Linked DNA regions of Mus musculus: region 1 is linked to region 2. A link is a contact called in public Hi-C data. All regions are on one chromosome and are shown on one strand. Each heading gives the region's core, a stretch centred on a gene start, on an enhancer-like site or on the middle of the called end of the contact. The rest is flanking DNA. Distances are from core to core; before and after follow the strand shown. Region 1 has its middle 7.2 kb from the start of Gm32575. Region 2 overlaps Nhlrc2 (NHL repeat containing 2).

The links. A called contact is a pair of places that touch in the nucleus more often than the background predicts.
Region 1: a Hi-C map of rod photoreceptor shows a contact between it and region 2, with 1.5 times the contacts expected there. The contact joins two enhancer-like sites. A contact is called at or near these places in 3 of 39 promoter capture datasets (the 3T3-L1 cell line, 3T3-L1-derived adipocytes and maxillary cranial neural crest), 1 of 15 datasets of contacts at CTCF or cohesin (the NIH/3T3 cell line), 6 of 484 Hi-C or Micro-C datasets (the 3T3-L1 cell line, CD8 T cells, Th1 cells and 3 more), 1 of 115 datasets of contacts at active chromatin or transcription factors (embryonic stem cells) and 2 of 9 other capture datasets (adipose tissue and liver).

The regions. Positions count from the first base shown.
Region 1 is chr19:56,693,816-56,697,311 of GRCm38.p6, reverse strand. No RefSeq gene overlaps it. Among named protein-coding and RNA genes, the nearest start is that of Gm32575, 7.2 kb to the left of the region's middle. Within about 2 kb of position 1,696, at least 4 of the 459 cell types and tissues checked have an H3K27ac peak or open chromatin away from gene starts, as enhancers often do. A contact at or near this core is called in rod photoreceptor, where this site is marked.
Region 2 is chr19:56,563,621-56,567,078 of GRCm38.p6, reverse strand. All of the region lies in intron 2 of Nhlrc2 (NHL repeat containing 2), which reads right to left. Among named protein-coding and RNA genes, the nearest start is that of Nhlrc2, 17 kb to the right of the region's middle. Within about 2 kb of position 1,533, at least 31 of the 459 cell types and tissues checked have an H3K27ac peak or open chromatin away from gene starts, as enhancers often do. A contact at or near this core is called in rod photoreceptor, where this site is marked.

The DNA.
Region 1 (3,496 bases), core at 447-2,946, 130 kb before region 2:
TTAGTTTGTGGCAATAAGGGGGACATGTTTAAATTACCATGTGACTAGGGGTCATGGGGATACCTCGAGTTAAAAACATTTAGCATTGGGATCTGTCCTGCCTCTGAGACCAGGTAAAGAATTTGCCACAGATCTTTCACTGATGACAAACACCGGAGTAGCTGGGATATCTGGAGTAGCCTATGAGACCCAGGCCTTAGGTTCCTGCATGGGAAGGGGGGGGGCAGGATTTACCACTCCAGAGATGCAGGAGTGTCTCCATGGTTCAGAGCATTTATTGTTCTTACAGAGGACCCAGACTTGGTTCCCAGCACCTCCGTGGCTGCTCAAAACTGTCTATAGTCCCATTCCACGGGGATCTGACATGTGAGTAACAGGCACATATGTGACACACATATGTACACACAGGAAAATACACATACACGTATAATGAAAAAAATACATTGAGCCAGGCGTGGTGGTGCACGCCTTTAATCCCAGCACTTGGGAGGCAGAGGCAGGCAGATTTCTGAGTTCGAGGCCAGCCTGGTCTACATACAAAGTGAGTTCCAGAACAGCCAGGGCTACACAGAGGAACCCTGTCTGGAAAAACCAAAAAAAAAAAAAAAAAAACCAAAAAAACAAAAACAACAACAACAAAAAAACCATTGTTTTAAAAGAACAAAGTCAGAGTTACTCACATGAAGCAGGTGCGAGCCAACTGTGGCTGAGCAACACTCACGTGCTCCTTCATTTTCTTTTTCTTTTTTTCCCTTCCTTGTTGCTTATTTTTGTTCCTTTCCTGAAGATAACATGGATACCAATGGCCTCGAGAATCAGGATTTTGAGTGTTTGATCTTGGCCTCGTTTCTGCATCATAGGACCAAATAATATCAAAGCGCTGTGTCATCCTCCCCTTCATGTGAGCTGAGGATGTGGAGCATCCAGTGAGTGGATGTAACACCCCATCCCCACCCTGCCACACACACACACACACACACACACACACACACACGCCCAGGATCTGAGCATCAGTGGTAGATTCTGGATGCTGTCCCTCACTCGGCATCTGGCATATGTTTTCTGCCGGTAGCTTACTCCATCTTTCTGATGAAACCTTTCCTGCAGCTTGGAGTCCATAGGAGTGATATCTCCTGTCAAATAGAGTCTGCCTTCCGAGAAAGGCTTAGTTTGAACTGCTCCCGCCTGGACAAGTTTCCTGTGGCCCTGAGTTTCCCAACAGGGCTGCTTTTCTGAGAGGAACAGGAGCTAGGAACCTGGATATTTTTAAATCATGGTAAAATATGGATGAGGCAAACTTTTCTATTTTAGAGATGTTCCTGTGCTTGTTCGCTGCCTTCATCAAGTCCATTAAGAACACTTATACTGCTATGTGGCCATGACCAATACCTGACTCCACAATGGCCCAAACTGCAACTGTATCCATTAGACACTAACGACCCCACCCCAACTGTTCACCGGCCCTGCCACTTTTCTTTCTGTGAATCAGAGTTAATGAACTAGTTATTACTGACTTGTGTGCTTGTCATCTTTCTGTGGTCCCAACAGAAGACTTGACAGAAACTAGCCTGCTAGAGGAAGCATTGATCCTGACACCATTTCAGAGGGCTCAAAAGCTGCTTATATCACAGTGCAGGAAAGGGGGGTGAGGTGGGGAAAGAGCCAGGTAAGGACAGCTCATTATTGTCAAGAGCTGATCACCAGGTAATTACTGGTACTCACTCCCTCCAACTAGGCCAAACCTCTTAGAGTGTCCGCACCTCCCAACGGCCCATTAAGTAAAAAATCCATCAGTGGATTAACACACCAAAGAGGTAAGGACTTTCATGACAGTCACCTCCAAACTTTAAACTGTTGCACTGGCGATGTGACCCTTCAGCACACCAGCTTGTGAAAAATGTTTATGACCCAAAATATTTTTTCCCTCCGTTTAGCTGCGATGAACAATGTCACAAGACACCAGGGAGTAAAGGTCACATTGCATCTGTACTTAGAGAGCACAGAGAGGCTAGTATCAGCCCATTTTCTTCCGTTCATTCAGCCTGAGACCCTCAACCCATGGGATATGCCACCCATTTTGGGGGTGGGTCTTTCTACTTTGATGAACCCAAACAAGTTGATTCCCCCGGTACAGCAGAGGTTTCTTTCTGTGGTGATTCTAGATCCTGCGACTCTGACAAGCAACGCTAGCCACTGCATTAGCTACTTCTCTGTTGCTGTGATAAACTGTCATGTCCAGCAATGTAAGGAGGAAAGGGTTTAATATGGCTGTGGTTCCAAAGGAGTCAGCGTCCACCGTGGCACGGGGAAGAGCAAGACACGGCAGCAGGAAGCTGGATGGTTGTGTTTTATGTACACACAGAAATCTGAGAGGAAAAGACCAAAAAGTGAGGGAAGCTATTAGCCCTTGTAGTCCTCCATCCATCAAGGCTGCACCTCTTAAAGGGGCCATAGCCACTCCCAACAGCGACAGTAACAAAGGACCTAGTAGTGTTCTAACACACAAGCCCATCTTGGATGTTTCTCATTTAAACCACCACAGCTCATGGGTGCTGATGTGGGATGTGAGTATGACCCTTCACCTGATCGAGAGACAGCGTGGTCCTTCACTTTGAGAGTGGAACACTGGCCATCAGGAGCTTCTCTCTCTCCTGTTGTGAGAGCTGACGTGAATAGCATTTGGACAGAAGTTTTATCCACTCAGGGCTCAGGAGTGGTGTGAGGTGGAGGGCGAGGAAATCCCTGACTTACTCACTCAGGGTTTGCTTTGCAAACAGCCCAGCCACACAGATCCGTAGCCAGATTTCAAAGCACCATGGCTTTTTTTTTTTTTTTAAAGATGTATTTTATTTATATGAGTACACTGTCGCTGTCTTCAGACACACCAGAAGAGGGCATCAGATCCCATCACAGATGGTTGTGAGCCACCATGTGGTTGCTGGGATTTGAACTCAGGACCTTTGGAAGAGCAGTCAGTGCTCTTAACCCCTGAGCCATCTCTCCAGCCCCAGCACCATTGCTTGTTGTCCTCAGGTCAGAGCATCGGATAATGGTGGAAATTCTGTATTTTTCTGGTGTTTGAATTTCACAAAGGCCGACTCCTGAGGCTATATGTGAGAGAGCTACACATTTGGGTTCTTTGCAAGCTGTGACATTCTAGACGTGAGATGATTGCCATTTTCCGTTGGCATCGAGTGAAAAGATGGGAAAAGCATACAGCTCTCACTTGACTCTTGAGGAGATGGAGTGACAGCGAATGTGCACTGACATATTCTGATCTGAGGGTGCTGGTCTCCCTGAGATAACATCAGCCCTCATGGAGTAAAGGGCACCCGTGAACGTGGCGGCTGTTTTCAGCACTGGCCACACACACCACCATGACATCAGTGACACAGCGCTGTTGGTGCCGCCTTATCTGCAGGACTCATACCTTTTTCCACAGGCAAATATTGCCCTGTGTGGACCACTCATAGATGCTTGAGAAACTGTCATTTTA
Region 2 (3,458 bases), core at 284-2,783:
TGAATCCTTCACCTTCCTCACTGCTTGCTATAGCCTTGATGCTTGGAGAGGGAATGGGTACCATACCTGGTTTGTATACCTTCAGGGTGCTGAAACGTGGCTTTATGTGGCCTGGCTTTTCAATCTATTGGGACAACTCCAGTAAGTTTAATGCACATGCTTTTGTGAGTCTGGAGCTCGTAAGACGTTTTTGGTTTGGTCTGTAATTTTAACAGTTTTATTAAGCTGTTCTTTGGACTTTTCTGGGTTAATAGTCCCTGGTATCTTATAGGCCCTTTTAAGATGAAGAGTGAAGGGTTGTTTTGTTTTGTTTTTTTCCCTATTTAGGTTTCTTTTTCTATTCTAATTTCAGGTATTAGTTTGGGTGGTTGGCTTTTCCTGAGGTTCTCCCAGTAGTCCCACGCTGCACCTCCTTCTCTTGTCTTCTGAGTCGCTCACTCTCTCCCTGCACTGTTGGTCTTCTGGGGCTCAGCCTCACCCACTAGAGCTCTCTGCCTCCCTCGACTTCGCTGCAGTCTCGACTCCATCGTTACACGCAGTCATCCTCCCTTCTACATCCTGTCGTTCAGACTTCGTTTCTAATACAATCTTGAAGTCAATCAATACCCATTTCTTCTTTTCTTTTTAATTTTAGTATTTCTGATCCAACTTGGTTTTCATTTGTCTTAAGTGTTGTTTGAAGATATTACTCCAAAAAGGAACACAGTTGTTAAGTCTGTGACTCTCAGTGAGGATGTCCACACACTCTCTTTCCTGTAGTTCTGCATGGCTATGACCACCTTATCATCCTATAAACCAGGTTCCTAGCCTGAGAGCTCCCTCTTCTGACAGCTCTGCTCTCTGTGCAGTTTCATTTATGGACACCACTCATGGAGGAGGTGCTGGCTGTAATTCTCCTTCCTTCATACTGGATCCTAAACTTTCCCTTTCATTTCCTTCTTTCGCTTTGGGGCCGAATCTAAGAGGAACCACACCCTGCTTGTGTATTTGATGTTTGTCCCAAAGCAGACTTCTCTACGCTTTCCATCCTCGTCCTTCCTGAACATTTAAGGTAAGCTAGAACTAGGGCATCCAAACCTGTGCTAACATTTTAAGCTTGGTATTGGGGATTTCTTACTAGGACCTATTTGTGCTCTAAGTCTTCAGAATTACTCCTACTTTTTTTTTTCCTTTTTTTCAAAACTGTTGCATTTTATTTTTTCTTTAACATTTTTCACACAATGTATTTTTATTATGTTTTCCCTTCCTCTAATTACTCCCACCACTCTACCTACTCAATTTTACATTCTTTCTCAAAATATAGACAAAAAACAAAACACCCAAAACAGAAAAGCAGTAAGAGGGAAAAAAGGAGAAAACAAACAAACAAAATGAAACAAAAAGCCCACGAATAAACAAACTAGCAAACCAACCAGGAGTTGGTTTTGTGTTTGCCAAGCACTTGACTTGTTCTTCTGGTGCTGGTTAAGCTGCCTCTGTCCCTGTCTTCAGCTTGCATCAGGAGCACCTTTAACTAGAGCTTAGTTTATGTCTTGATGGCCACGTGATGTGAGGGCCATGGTGCTCCATCTGGTGGTGCTGTGAGATGCAGAGTCAAATACGGTTGTTTGTTTGGGAGTCAGGGGAAGACTTTAAAGCATGTGTATTAGGTACCCTTCTCGTTGCTATGACAAAATCGTCAACAAGAAGAGACTTGAAGAAGGGTTTGCTGTGGCTCGCAGTCTGAGGGTCCAGTGTGCCACTGCAGGAAAATCCTGCTGACAGGAGTGGGAGGCATCCAGCTGTGAAGCAAAGAGCACCAAATACTGGTGTCCTGCAAGGTTATAATTCAGTAATTCATGAGGAACCCTAATTCATGGGGAACCCAGCCTCATGGGATGCTGCCCCTCAAAGTTAAGGAGTGTTTCCTCACTTCAGTTGTGCTAATATGGATAATCCCTGAGGCGTGCCCTGACTGGTCTGCTAGATAATCCCACATCCTGTCTATCAAGTTGACGAAATTAAATCTTACAGGTGGCTTCCATTTTCCTTCAGGCCTGGAAACAACACAGATACATTTTGTTTAACATCATGTGTATAACTTACATAAAGTAAGTCTTCCATATTTTGTTGGTTGATTAAATAACTGTAATCAAGTCTAAAAATGAGTCTCTTAATGAAGAAATGCTATAAGTATCAATAAATGCTAAATATAAATGCTGTAAGTGTAAGGCACAAGGCAAAGATAACTGCTAGCTCTACTACTACTTGACAAAGAGGTGAGGTACAGATAGGGAGACAGCAAACACAATTACACAAGAGAATTACTCAAAGACATTAGAATTACAAATACCTGCATGTAATGTGATATAATTAGTATGCCAGAAAAATCCTTGAGATTCAATTAAAAAGATTTAGCAACTTTGAACATAAAATTAATACTTCAAAATAGCCTTCATAGAGGCAAACAATAACCAATTATCAACTTAATAGAAAAAAAGGGTACATGTATGATAAACTGCTATGTTACATCTATAGAATGATGTTTAGATAGGTAAATGTTAACACAGTGCTGAAGCAGTCTCTCTGTCTCTCTGCCTTTCTCTCTCTCTCTCTCTCTCTGAAGCAGTAGGAATAGTCTCTCTGTCTCTCTGCCTCTCTCTCTCTCTCTCTCTCTCTCTCTCTCTCTCTCTGTGTGTGTGCTTGTAGAAATGTAAGTGAACATGGCTCTAGAATGCGGAATTTAGAAATATGCAGCAAAATGACTTTTACTCTCATTTCTAGGAAATGACCCTTAATTAGTCCACCATTATGTGAAAACCTATCCCTCCACAAAATTAGTCATTGTAACTACTGAGCCAACCTTAGAGCCAACATACAGGAAAATGGTTGAATTACACTGTATATACACTGTGAACTATTATGCACAAAATGTACACCACTTTCTAGTTAAGAGAAAAAGTAGTAAGAAATGAAATAAAGTACAAGGCAGAAGCAGGTAAAGAAATAAATAGGTGCACGAATGATCAACCTTTCCATTTCACTGTGAAAGCCATGTTGTTATATATCCACTCCACACACACCTGGATGTATGTGCGCGCACACGCGCACGCACGTGTGCACACACACACACACACACAGACACACACACGCGTGCACACACACATACAGGCACACATACACTCACACACAAAAAGGCTACAAAGATGGCAAGGGTGCTAAAATGAAATACAAACAGCAACAATGAATTCCCTGCCCTTCAAATGAACACAGTAACTTCTGTGGGAGGCAGGTGGAAAGACTAGCCTCCATAATTGTTTAAGTCTTTGAGAGGGACTAAACTAAAACCAAAGACAGCTCAGGAATCATGAGCTCCTTGGAGAAACGGTAACTTTGGGGATGGGCTGTGAAAGCGCAGGAGGAACTAGAAATATTCTGGTGTGAGAAGGAAGTACTCCAAAAACAGCAAGAGCACAGGA